Linked DNA regions of Sus scrofa: regions 2 and 3 are each linked to region 1. Evidence: chromatin contacts called from public Hi-C data. All regions are on one chromosome and are shown on one strand. Each heading gives the region's core, a stretch centred on a gene start, on an enhancer-like site or on the middle of the called end of the contact. The rest is flanking DNA. Distances are from core to core; before and after follow the strand shown. Region 1 holds the start of PBX3 (pre-B-cell leukemia transcription factor 3). Region 2 overlaps MAPKAP1 (target of rapamycin complex 2 subunit MAPKAP1). Region 3 overlaps PBX3 (pre-B-cell leukemia transcription factor 3).

The links. A called contact is a pair of places that touch in the nucleus more often than the background predicts.
Region 2: a Hi-C map of liver shows a contact between it and region 1, with 3 times the contacts expected there. The contact joins the enhancer-like site here to the promoter of PBX3 in region 1. A contact is called at or near these places in 1 of 5 promoter capture datasets (fetal liver), 3 of 47 Hi-C or Micro-C datasets (embryonic fibroblasts, heart right ventricle and liver) and 1 of 2 datasets of contacts at active chromatin or transcription factors (skeletal muscle).
Region 3: a Hi-C map of skeletal muscle shows a contact between it and region 1, with 2.3 times the contacts expected there. The contact joins the enhancer-like site here to the promoter of PBX3 in region 1. A contact is called at or near these places in 1 of 5 promoter capture datasets (liver) and 4 of 47 Hi-C or Micro-C datasets (embryonic fibroblasts, heart right ventricle and skeletal muscle).

The regions. Positions count from the first base shown.
Region 1 is chr1:266,381,434-266,385,297 of Sscrofa11.1, reverse strand. PBX3 (pre-B-cell leukemia transcription factor 3) reads right to left here and starts at 1,987. Exons shown (of 9, transcript XM_021068936.1): 1 at 1,698-1,987; 2 at 687-760. The coding sequence starts at 1,897.
Region 2 is chr1:266,137,144-266,141,007 of Sscrofa11.1, reverse strand. MAPKAP1 (target of rapamycin complex 2 subunit MAPKAP1) reads left to right here. Exons shown (of 11, transcript XM_021068873.1): 8 at 1,504-1,644. Among named protein-coding and RNA genes, the nearest start is that of GAPVD1, 190 kb to the right of the region's middle. Within about 2 kb of position 1,622, at least 8 of the 83 cell types and tissues checked have an H3K27ac peak or open chromatin away from gene starts, as enhancers often do. A contact at or near this core is called in fetal liver and liver, where this site is marked.
Region 3 is chr1:266,526,411-266,530,274 of Sscrofa11.1, reverse strand. The region is part of intron 2 of PBX3 (pre-B-cell leukemia transcription factor 3); the gene reads right to left. Among named protein-coding and RNA genes, the nearest start is that of PBX3, 150 kb to the right of the region's middle. Within about 2 kb of position 2,199, at least 47 of the 83 cell types and tissues checked have an H3K27ac peak or open chromatin away from gene starts, as enhancers often do. A contact at or near this core is called in liver and skeletal muscle, where this site is marked.

The sequences.
Region 1 (3,864 bases), core at 738-3,237:
TAAAAGCTGTCTTTAAATATATTCCCTGCCTTAAACACCTCGAAAATTGTTCAATCTGTACCTGTGGACCTTTCTCTACTTTATAAAATATATTATGTTTACAATGCAATGACTTCAAGCATAACATTTAGTCAAAGTATTAATAAATGTAACACCTTGTATATCGCTAAAAACACTTCATTACCCTTCCTGTTTCTTAAAAGTAGCATTCCCAACTAAAACACTAATTCAAACATGCTCCTGGGGTCTGTTCAATTGCAGCTATTCTGTGTAACCGAAGCTTAAGGCTAAGTAAAACAAAGTTCGGGGGATGCTTCTCTCCGGGACTCGGTCCCTGGCATCCAGTCTCCCGTTGCTCCTTTTAAAAACTGACATACAAACAAGGCAAAAGGAGCAGGAGAGGGTGGCTGGAGCTCCGGCCCCCTCCCCACCTGCAGCCAGGGGTGGCCGCCCGGGGACGGCGACCCAGCCCCGTCCGCATCTACACTTCATTTTACACCAGGAGCGGAATTGAGAAATCGACTCCAGATTTATTGCAGTTTTTCCTCAAGATCAGGAGGTGGGAAGGAAAGAATGATCAAAGATGGCGGTGCCCAAAAGCAGCAGCTCTCAACTGGAGAGTCGAAGGAGTAGCTCGGACCCCACCTCGGGGGTCTCCAGGCCCACGGCCGGGCGCAGCGTCTTACCTGTTTTCTCTTTGATCTCGCACAAGACGCTGAAGAGCGCGGGTTTCATTCTGTGACAGTTCAGGGCATGTTTCCTAAAAAACAAATAGCAAAACACAAAGGTATTAGCATCACCTATGGAATAATATGGCGCCTTCCTTTAACTTAGACCCAAGATTTCATTCCGGCCCCCTATTTTGGAAGGCTCTTTGGAACCACGGCAAGTCAACAGAACTCAAGTTGACTCAGTTGGCGACAGCCGGCAAGCTCCGGCAGCCAAAGCTCCAGCCCGAACGAAGCGCGACCCATCTGCCCGGCAGGCAGCAGCCTCGGCGACCGCAGGGCGCGAACCCGCGCGGGCAACCGCGATCCGGGGGCAGACGGCGGCGACCCAGGGGACAGGACGGCGTGGAGGGGCTCCTGCGTCCGCCCTCCGCCGGGGGAGCGGGCGCGCACGGGCGGCCGGCCGACTGCGGCCAGCGGGCGGTGACAGCTTGGCAAAGTTTGCCAGGCGGCCCTCCCTTCCCGAGAACTTGGCCGCCTGCGCCCGGACCCGCCGGGGAACCGCCCATCGCCCCGCGGCGGGGCCGGGGCGGCCGCCCGCACAGCGAGGTCGTCCGGCGGCCAGGCGGAGCCGGGCGCCGGGACTCCCGGCCGAGCAGAAAGTTGCACTTCCCTCAAGTGCGGCCCGGGGCCCGCTCGCCGCGGCGTGCACCGGGGTCCGGGCGGGAGGTTTGAATCCGTACGAGGGGGCCGGGCTGCCACAGGGCCGGACGCGGGGGTGAGAGAAACCCACACAATCCACGCGGCACCAAGTCCGTCCCGCGCCCCGAGAGCAACTTTGCCGCCTCCCGCCTGCGTCGAGGGGCGCGGGGCAAGTCCCCCGCGAGGCCCGGGCGGGCGGCCTGTTTTCGGAGAAAGTTCCCCGCCCCGGGGCTGAGGCCCCCGGCCCGGGCGCCACCCGGGGCCGGACTCTGCCGCGGGCCCGGCTCCCGCACACACACAAAAGATGCTTAATGAGACGACACCAACTTTGCTTGCGCCTCGTCCAAGCTCTGGTCGGTGATGGTCATGATCTGGTGGAGGATGTCGCCGATGTCCTGCTTCCTGCCGTCGCCGTCCGCCCCTTCGTGGCCGTGCGGGGGAGGCGGCAGGGCCATGCCCCCCTGCACCGAGTGGCCGGCCAGGTTCACCCCGGCCAGAGTCTGCAGCATCCTGGATTGATCGTCCATCCCGCCGCGCGCGGGCGGGAGCGGGCGGCGGCGGCGGCTGAGGCGAAGGCTGAGGCGGCGGCGGCGGCGGCGGCGGCGGCGACGAGGGAGGAGAAGAAAGAGGGGGAGGGGGAGGGGGAGGCGGCCGCGCGCTCCCCGCCCGCGCGGGGAGGGGGCGGCCCGGCCGGCGGGGCCCGCGGCTGAGGCGGTGCAGACGGGCGCCCGGCTCCGGCTTCCGCCGCCGCGGAGGCTGAGGAGAAGCGCCGGGCGGAAGCGCTGGGCTCCGCGGCGGTGGCGGAGGCGGAGGCAGCGGCGCCCGCTGCCCTCACGCGGCCGCCGCGCCGCCTCCTCGCCGCCGCGCGCCCCGCCGGGTGGCCCCGCGCAACTTGCTCCTCAGCACCGGCCGAGTTGTTGGGACGCCCGCCGCCACCCGCGCCAGCCTGCGCACTCCCCTCCCTCGGCCCCCGCCGCCGCCGCCGCCGCCGCCTCGGCCACCTCGGCCGGGCGGGATCCGAGCCCCGGCGGCCCCGGGGGAGGGAGCGGCGGCGGCAGGCGGCGGCGGCGGAGGAGGAGGCCGGCGGGAGGGCCGAGGGGAGCGAGAGGGGGCGGAGGAGGAAAGTTTGGGAGCGGGCGAGCGGGCAGGCGCGGTGGGGGCGCGGAGCCCGAGGAAGGGCCCCGGCGGGCCGCGCGCCGGGCGGACAGCAGATTGATGGGGCGGGAGAAGTCGCCGCCGCCACTGCCGGAGCCGCGCACCCTGCCAGCAGCCGCCGCGGACCGGGCTCGAAGGCCGTTCGGCTGAGGGATTGACAGGCTGCCAGTGCCACTCACTCACTGCGGCCCCGGCGCCCGGGGGGAGGGGCGGGGGCGTGTGGGAGGGCGGGGGGAGCGCTCCCCAAAGCCCCGCCCCCGGGGGCGGTGCGCGCACTCATTGGGCCTTGCGCCTCCCGCCGCCGCCGCTGGCACCGCCCCCGGACTTCTGCCCGCCCACTCTGGCCTCTGATCCCCAGCGCCCGAGAGCGCGCCACCGGATCTTTACGCCTCGTCTTGTCCTCTATCGCCGGGATGGGCCGCCCCGGCCCGCAAACGGTGTGCCCGCACCCCGGCTCATGTCTCTAGTGCTAGCAGTCCTGAGTGTGTAGAGTTGTATACAGGACACGGGGCAACTCGTTCCAAGGCCAACCATGTGCTTCCCCACAGCGCTGTGAGCTTCACGCCTCGGACAGCGCCTTGTACACTTTCCCGCTCTTCCCGTTTTGAGGTGGTATCCTTGGGGTACCCCACCGCCTGTTTGCAAACCAATCGAATCACTCTCGGAGCCGAGCGGGGCGGGACAGAGTCAAGAAAGGGCTGTCCCTATTGGAGCGTTCGAAAAGTCCTGGGCAGAGGGGGGGGAAACGCAGGGAATGGTGGCCCCGCCCACCCCGCGATCACCATAGTAACCGAGAGGGCACAGCTTGGAGTTGGCGCCCGCCTTTGGGCCTGGTGCCGTCCCTCAAGAGGTGACCAGGTAAGGTGGGAGCCCGTTGTCCCACATGCTTGATACTTGCACTGAGCGGATCTGAGTGACATACCACTTTCTCTTGAAAAAGGAGCACATGAAAATGAATCAGAGGAAAGTGGAACCCGGAGGAGGGGAAGAGCGTGACATCTAAGACCAATTTAAGGTTTACAACCTTTTACACACTGGGCAATTCCTGGTAATCCGGGACTACTTCTTCGGCAGCGGCTTTTGCTTTTCGCTGTCTCCAGATAGATCAAAGCTGAAAAATGAACTCTTTATTACAAAGATATGTTTATTTAAGGATAGGATGGATTCCACGTATCAATCTACCCCACTACTATGAGTCAATGGTGGTGACTCCGACATACATGTGGAATCTTAAAAAAAAGAATAGGGTGAACTTATTTGCAAAACAGAAACAGACCCACAGACTTTGAAAAACTTATGGTTACCAAAGGAGACAGATTGGGAAAAGAGGGGTGGGCTG
Region 2 (3,864 bases), core at 373-2,872, 240 kb after region 1:
TATTTAGCAAAATTAGTACTGCTTTCAGGAAAAGGTGTAGAGATGAATGAGAAATTTCCTGATCCTCACAAAGCTTCCAATTTAGGACAGAGCAACTGCTCAACCTTTCTAGTGCAAAGCTGAATATGATCCATATGGCATTAGAATAAAAATAATCATGACCACTATTTATTAAGCCTATTGTATATTAGATTCTTTAAATACATTTTGATAGTCTCTGAATGTCAGATATGGGGGGTCAGAGAAACAGTCACTTACTTGCCCAAGATCAAGGTAAGTTCAAGGCAGGAGCCAGGATTTGAGCCCAGGTCCCCTTGGCTCCAGAATGCAGTATAACCAACTGCTATGGAATTCAGGTCGGGGTGGAGTCTGAGCTAGTCTGAGTGGAGACAGATTCTGGATGAGGGTGGAAGGAGTATTCTAGGCCAGAGGTACCTCTTGAGCAAAGGCCCAGAAGTAGAAAAACCTGAACCTGTATACAGTCTGAGTTTGGGAGGAGCTGAGAGGAGGTATGTGTGAGAAGTGACTGGTAAAATTGGGAAAATTTTGTTTCAGCAAGAGTGTGGACAGCCTTGGTTGCTTGGTGGAAAAGAGTTTGCTTCATTGCGGAGGCCTTGGGAAGCCAGGGGAGATTTCTGAGCCAGTCTTCTTAATTGTCCCCAGTATCAGTATCCGAGTACTTAGTGTGCAGAGCTCTCCCTAAACGTTTGATGAGTGAATGACTGATCAAAGCTTTAGAAAGATGAATCACAAAGTCCTACAGAGGGAACCCTAGAGGAATCCTAAAGGAGACTGTTAGAGCCATCCAAGTTCAGGCAGGCTTGGACCCGAACCAGTGGAGACTAGGGCACAGGACAGGAAGCTGACTAGAAAAAGAAGCAAGGGAGTTCTCATTGTGGCACAGCGGAAACGAATCCTCCTAGGATCCATGAGGACAGGGGTTCAATCCCTGGCCTCACTCAGTGGGTTAAGGATCCAGCGCATAGCCCTGGGCTGTGGTGTAGGTCATAGACGCAGCAGGGATCCTGCGTTGCTGTGGCTGTGGCATTGGTAGCAGATACAGCTCGGATCTGGCGTTGCTGTGGCTGTGGCATAGGCCGGCACCTGTGGCTCTGATTCGACCTCTAGCCTAGGAACCTCCATATGTGTGGGTGTGGCCTGAAAAAGAAAAAGAAGCGTGGCCACACATGCTTTTGTGATTTTGACTTACTTCTGGGGAGACTGAGAGCTTCTGGTGAGCGGGAGTTTTTCTACCCTCTGTATTGCTGCTGCCCAGCCAAGGGCCTGCCATAGAAGAGGCACTGTTTATGGAATTAATTGTTGAATGATTAATATGTTACCGTTCTCTGTTTACTGGAATGGCATTATTAAGTCATCGCTCAGCCTTTTCTTTTCCAAATTAAATAGCCCATATTATTTTAATTTATCCCAAAGCATTTTAAGCAGACACCATTTGCCAAGCCTCATGTATCTTTATGTGTTAAACTGCTTTCTCCTCCCCAGGTTCAAGGGCAGACGGGGTTTTTGAGGAGGATTCGCAAATTGACATAGCTACAGTACAGGACATGCTGAGCAGCCACCATTACAAGTCATTCAAAGTCAGCATGATCCACAGACTCCGATTCACAACCGACGTGCAGTTAGGTAAGTGTGTAAACAGAGGAGAGCCTTCTGTCCCTGGTCAGTGTAGAAACAGGGAAAGAAACAACATGCAGCTTTTATAGGATCTCAGTGACGAACGGTAATTTGTTTTCAGAGAAAATGTTGAAACAATGAAATGTAAAGTAACTCCTTTTCCCCACAGGAGCGCTCTGTCTTGTCTCCTTTTTTATGAAGCAGAAGATTAGAAATAGAACTAACTTGAGACTCTTTTTCAAGCTGATTGACTTCCATGAAGTTGCATAATTCTTTTCATTCTGTGATTCTCTTTCATCCTATCCTCAGAACTGCTTTGTAACATTGCCACTTGCCTTTTCTTACTCAGTGAATTCATTGCTTATTCATTCATGCCTTTATTCAGGAAGGCTTTTAATGATCTCAGAAGTTAAATTTGGATCCTCACCAGATAATTTGGAACTAAATTTCAATTACTATTTGGGGTTAATTTGTGTAAAAAATGTCTGCGGATTTTTTTCTTTTTTTGGCCACGTCTATAACATGCAGACGCTCCAGGGCCAGGGATTGAACCCAAGCCCCTGCCGTGACAGCGCTGAATCCTTAACCCACTGAGCCTCCAGGGAACTCCCTAAATCTCTGTTTTGACTTGAACCTCACAGGACTAGGAGAGTCGTAGTGGTCCACACGATATTCATAGGCCATCGTCGTCGTTATCCTCATGGCTGTCATCTTAGGTGTCCACTACGCACTAGGCACTGTGCTGGCTCATAAGTGCTTCACCTGCACTACTAACCCGCCTTAAAGGCAGATGTTTTTGCTGTCTCCATCTGACAGAGAATGTAGGCGAGGTGCAGAGAGGTGGAGGCTCATGCCCAAGCTCACACAGCGGGTAAGAAGGTAATGGTATCAGGGGCAGAACCCTAGTCTAGCCAACCTGAGGGCATCTCCTCCCTAACAGAGGATGGACTTTTTTTTCCCCAGATGGTTTCCAGAGGCAAAAAGCCAAACTTGAATTCATCCGATTCTGATTAGTATATTCAGATAGAGGAAAAAGTTCACAGAAGAATCAGTGCAGAGAGCCCAAGCTCTACAGGCAAGAACTGGTTTGACTCCCAGCTTTACCGCTTATTTGCAATTTCGGCTTAAATAAGTCCCCTCCCCTATCAGTCTTTTGTCGTTTTAGGGCCGCTCCCATGGCATTTGGAGGTTCCCAGGCTAGGGGTCCAGTCGGAGCCATAGCCGCTGGCCTACACCACAGCCACAGCAACACAGGATCCAAGCTGCGTCTGTGACCTACACCACAGCTCAGGGCAATGCCAGATTCTTAACCCACTGCGTGAGGCCAGGGATCGAACCTGCATCCTCATGGAGACTAGTCAGGTTCCTTTCCGCTGAGCCACGATGGGAACTCCCCTTTCAGTCTTAACGTTTGTCATTTCCGAAGTGGGAGTTATAATGTTTACCTTTGAGATTGTGTGTGAAGGTGGTCCGAGGGCGCTGTGTTCTGGTGGTAGCTTATCTCAGTGGTGTGGTGATCACAGTCATTACCATTTGTGTTGCTCATTGGTTTCTCTCCTAGCGCACCATCTTGAAAGTATTTAACCAGATCACTCGGATTAGGTAGTGGCCCTGTTGACAAGGTTTCACCTGTAGTCTCGACAGAGACTTGGCAGGTGGAAGTGGATGCTGAGAGTAATGCAGGTACCTCTCTTTACCACGGTGGCTCTCGGAAGTGAGGGGACCAGAAGCCGGTCCCTGGCGCCTCTGGATGCTTCCAGTGGCACCCACAGCGCCCTCTGGTGGAGAGTCACGATTCTGACGCACTTCTAAAATGGATGTCGTCAGAGCATTTGTTTCTGCTATGAATCTAAATTCAGTCTCTAGCAATATAAGCAAAAACTTCACTAATTAGTCGCAGGGAATTTTCTGACAGTCAGACAGACTGTGCCCATGAGCACCATATCACGCAGTGGAAAGACAGGTTCATTTCCTGTTCCGGTTTGTATTCAGGCCCTCACTTCCTCCTTAGAAAGCAGATGATCACACTCCGTTCTAAAAAGCCTGCACGAAGCCGTCCGGAAAGTCTTTCTTTCTGAAACAGCATCTACTACAGAGTTCAGGGCAGCAAGCAGCACACTCTTTATGGGCATTCAAGTGAGCAGCTGGATTCTGAGATCAGTAAATAATTTATTTTATTTCAACTGACTAGCCAGGTGCTTCAGATCTTTCCTGACACTGATGGATGGT
Region 3 (3,864 bases), core at 950-3,449, 140 kb before region 1:
TGAGCCATACTGGTAAATACAGTTCCAATTAAAATGCTGACTGAATTTCTAGGCCTAATTTTGAAAGCTCCCATTAGACTCAGATAAAATTAAAGATGAATTGTATATAATAGTCATACCTTAACCCAAGTGGAACAGAAACAAGGTCAAAAACCAAAATTTTGGATCTTTATATTCAGAATATATACAGATAATAATACAAAGATATACACATTCAAAATTCCAAGACCCCATAGATCACTAACTTTGGTTTATCTTTTCAATTTTGTTGTTTTTAAAGGTTTTTGACCTGAGACTCAAAAGAAAACAAACTTTTTTGTTCCACTGTGAATTCAAACAGTTTAATAGAGGAAAGAAATAAATCCATGAACATTTGATTCTATTTGTATAACATCAAATTGCAATACATTTTTACACAAATTGTATCTAAGTACTTTCTTTTCTGCTTTTTCATTTCACTTATCAATACTTTCAACTTGAACCACATGAAATTGCCATATTTAACGTCAAAAATGGTCAGATACCGGTAATTTCATATGATTCAGCATTCATTTTAGAAAACTGCATCTTTATATATTCCCTCTTAAGAAGAGAAAAAAGTCATTTACAATACTGTTTTGAGCAATTACAAGTGCCTTTAAACATATGTGCTATATAGAGGGATCAACTTTTTCCTTATAAGGCCAAGGGAGAAATGACTTTTTTTCTTTTTTTCAAAAAACAGTCCATTTTGGAACAAGTACACAGTACAAATGTCAAAAGAAAGCATTACACATTGTTAAAGTTATACCTTTCATCTGTTTATTTAAAAAAGTAAGTAAAGAAAATGATAAAGGTACTACACTGATTTCTTCAGAAATTATGACTTTGGCTAGAAGAGAGCTAAAAGTCATCATGGCTGGCTACTACACATGGCCTTGAGAGGATGGCCTAGTTCCTTTTGGAAAAATTTTCAGTGTGGTTACTCCTAGCTGAATGTGACATGACTTACTCATGTACATGTAATCCTTTATTTTAAAGAAAAGTGCAAAATATGACCTTGGAATTGTTTTTGCAAATCTAAAAAAAGGGGCAAGATTTTTCAAATCATCCCTTTATTCATCTTTTCCAATCTCAGTGTTCTGCTGTTCTCCAGACAGGGATATTTGGCCAGTCATTCCTTGTAAGCACACAATTCCAGGTCCACACAATGAGATGCATACACTACACTGCAGAAATACTGCAAAATAATCTGTACTTCTTTAAAGGTGCAAAAAGAATAAATAAAGCACATTCATCCTACCTACCATTCCCAATACTTCCTAACTAAAGCCAAGTCACTGGGGAAATGGATGGGGGGGGGGAGGGCCGAGGTCCAGGTAGCAGTGACAAGAAGAGCACATTTTCAATGGTTTCCAGATTTAAATCCTGGAAAGAGTAATAATGTAAATTTTCTGGAATATTTTCCATACAGTAATAATGAGGTAGTAACTTCCCATCTCCTAGGACATAGTAGGTACTCACTCAACAAATGTTTGTACAATTAAATTCCCTATGGAATTCCGTCTCCCAGTGAAAAACAGCCATTAAGTTGGGGTGCTTCAGAGCCAATTACGGCAGGAAACCTGCCCCTCATATTTATGGTGAGGGGTTAGAGAGTTAATTTTTTTCTTGATCACCATTTTCCCAGGGTGTCCACGTTTTGCAGCCCATTTGGAATTTTTTCCTAACGGTCGAAGACGTTCACATGATTTTGCCGACCTCCTCTGTGATACCCGAGTAGGCAGTAGCCTAGATCTTTGAAATCAAGGAAATCCAGCCTCTACCAATCGCCAGGCCTCAAACCAAGTTTCGGGCTCCGATTTGAAAGGCACGAACTCGCAAGCAGGGCTGCCTCCCAGGTGCCGCTGACCCCACGGCACAAAGCCAGCTGCAGACTGCCGGGGAGGGAGCACTGGCCTCCTCGGCGCCTGCCGGACCCGGCGTTCACCACCGCCGGGCGCGGCCGGGACCGCCGCTGGCGGGGAGCGGCTGGGGCTGCCGCGCCGCTCTGCCCCGCGGCTCTCGGGGCGCGCCCATTGTTCTCCGCACGCCGAGCGGCGGCTCGCCGGCCCGGGTGATCCCCGCTCCCCCTCCCGCGGCCGCGCGGAGAGGCCCCGCGGCCGGGTCCGCTTCCCGCTCCCAGCTCCCCGCCGCGGCGCGCCCCCGCCCCTGCGGCTGACAGCGAATTCACACCGCCCTGACTGCATAATTAATGTAAATGGAGCAGCCTCCATGTCATGTGCGGGCTCTTTGGGTTTACTTTTGTGCGACACTTACACAGGAATATTAACTAGAGAAAGCAGCATCACAACAGGGGTGGAAAATCAGCCTGTCAGGGACTCATTCCAAATGCCACGGAAAGCGGAGCGGCTTCAAGATTGTTTCATCAAGGTGATTGAGAACAAAAACTACTGAGGAAAGAAAATTCGGGCTTAAACTCAGCTCCCACACATCCATTATTTCTCTCTCTAGATTGTTTAGGAACTAGGTTCCTAACACCTCTTTATGCAGAACTCGGACTTGAAAAGAGTGAGGCTGCTGCGTGTGTGCACAGCCAAGCGAGTCTTGGCTCGGGCCGTGCATGTGCAAACCCGCTCCTACTCCATGTGCGTGCAGCCTCCCTTCTACAACCACAACCAGGGAGGAAGAGGCCAGGACCAAGAGACACCTTTCCGCGGGTCAGTGAGTTACTCGGAGAAACCAGGGGGAATCGTGGGCGACCCCACAACGTAACTGAAATTAAGGCTGATGTCTCTGGGGATGCTCAAGAGCCCTTCAATAAGGTGCCTGATTTATATTACTGCTACTGTACCTACAATCAAACTGTAATAAGGACATTTTATTGTACTTTGTGGTCATTGTTTTGTTTCCATAACCTGCCATGGGAAACAAAACTTAAAAAGTCAGTGTAATGAGTAAACTTGCAAAGCATATTTTACACCAAAACATATATTTTAAAAGTATTTTTTACTTAATATTCACGATTATCCACAATATTCCATGTTGGATATATTCTTTTCCAAAAGAGCAGAAAATGTGAGTTCCCAAGCCTTACGTTGCCTGACCTAAATTAGCAGGAAATCCTGCTATACTTTCTAGACCTACAAAAAATATTATTTTAAAAATTAAGAATTTACATCTCAAATGTACACTTAGATTCAGTTAGACTTAAACACAATAGTATAAATTTTTGATCAAATTATTAGTTGCATTAAGGCTCTAAGTGTTTTTACAGTGCTAAGTAATCAAATCCAAAACTTTCCTAATATTTAGTTTTTACACAATTTATGAAAGAAGATGAAATACATTCCAAAACAGACACCCCCAATCCAGTAAGAATGACAACGTTGTAATTTTCAGCTTGCAAATGTGTTAGGCATTGTTAAGGAACAACAATTACACCATTGGAATATCAAATCTTAAGTCTCCCAAATAATGCCATCAAGTGAGAGTGTCTGTTTCTGTGAAGCATGTGTGCCACCTCTCCTCTCATGTAGCACAGTGACTTAATCCTGAATGTTCTCAGGGAATTCCTCCACACAAAGAGGTCAATTGTAGGCCACAGAATAACCTTATACATATTTGCCTATTAAGTGGTTGAGAACTAAATCTACCTGCATGTCTTTACCGGCTTAATTAAGGATATGCACAATAACTGAAAATAATTCCTTTATCCATTCAATACACTACATGACAGAAGAGATCAAAATGGACATGCCGATCAAAAGGTTTATGTTAGACAGGAAGCAGCCGTCAGACCATTATTACAAATTAAAGGTATTATAGTCAAGTCATTTTTAATCTCTTAAAAATGAATAACCCTTCTCTGCACATTAAATCATT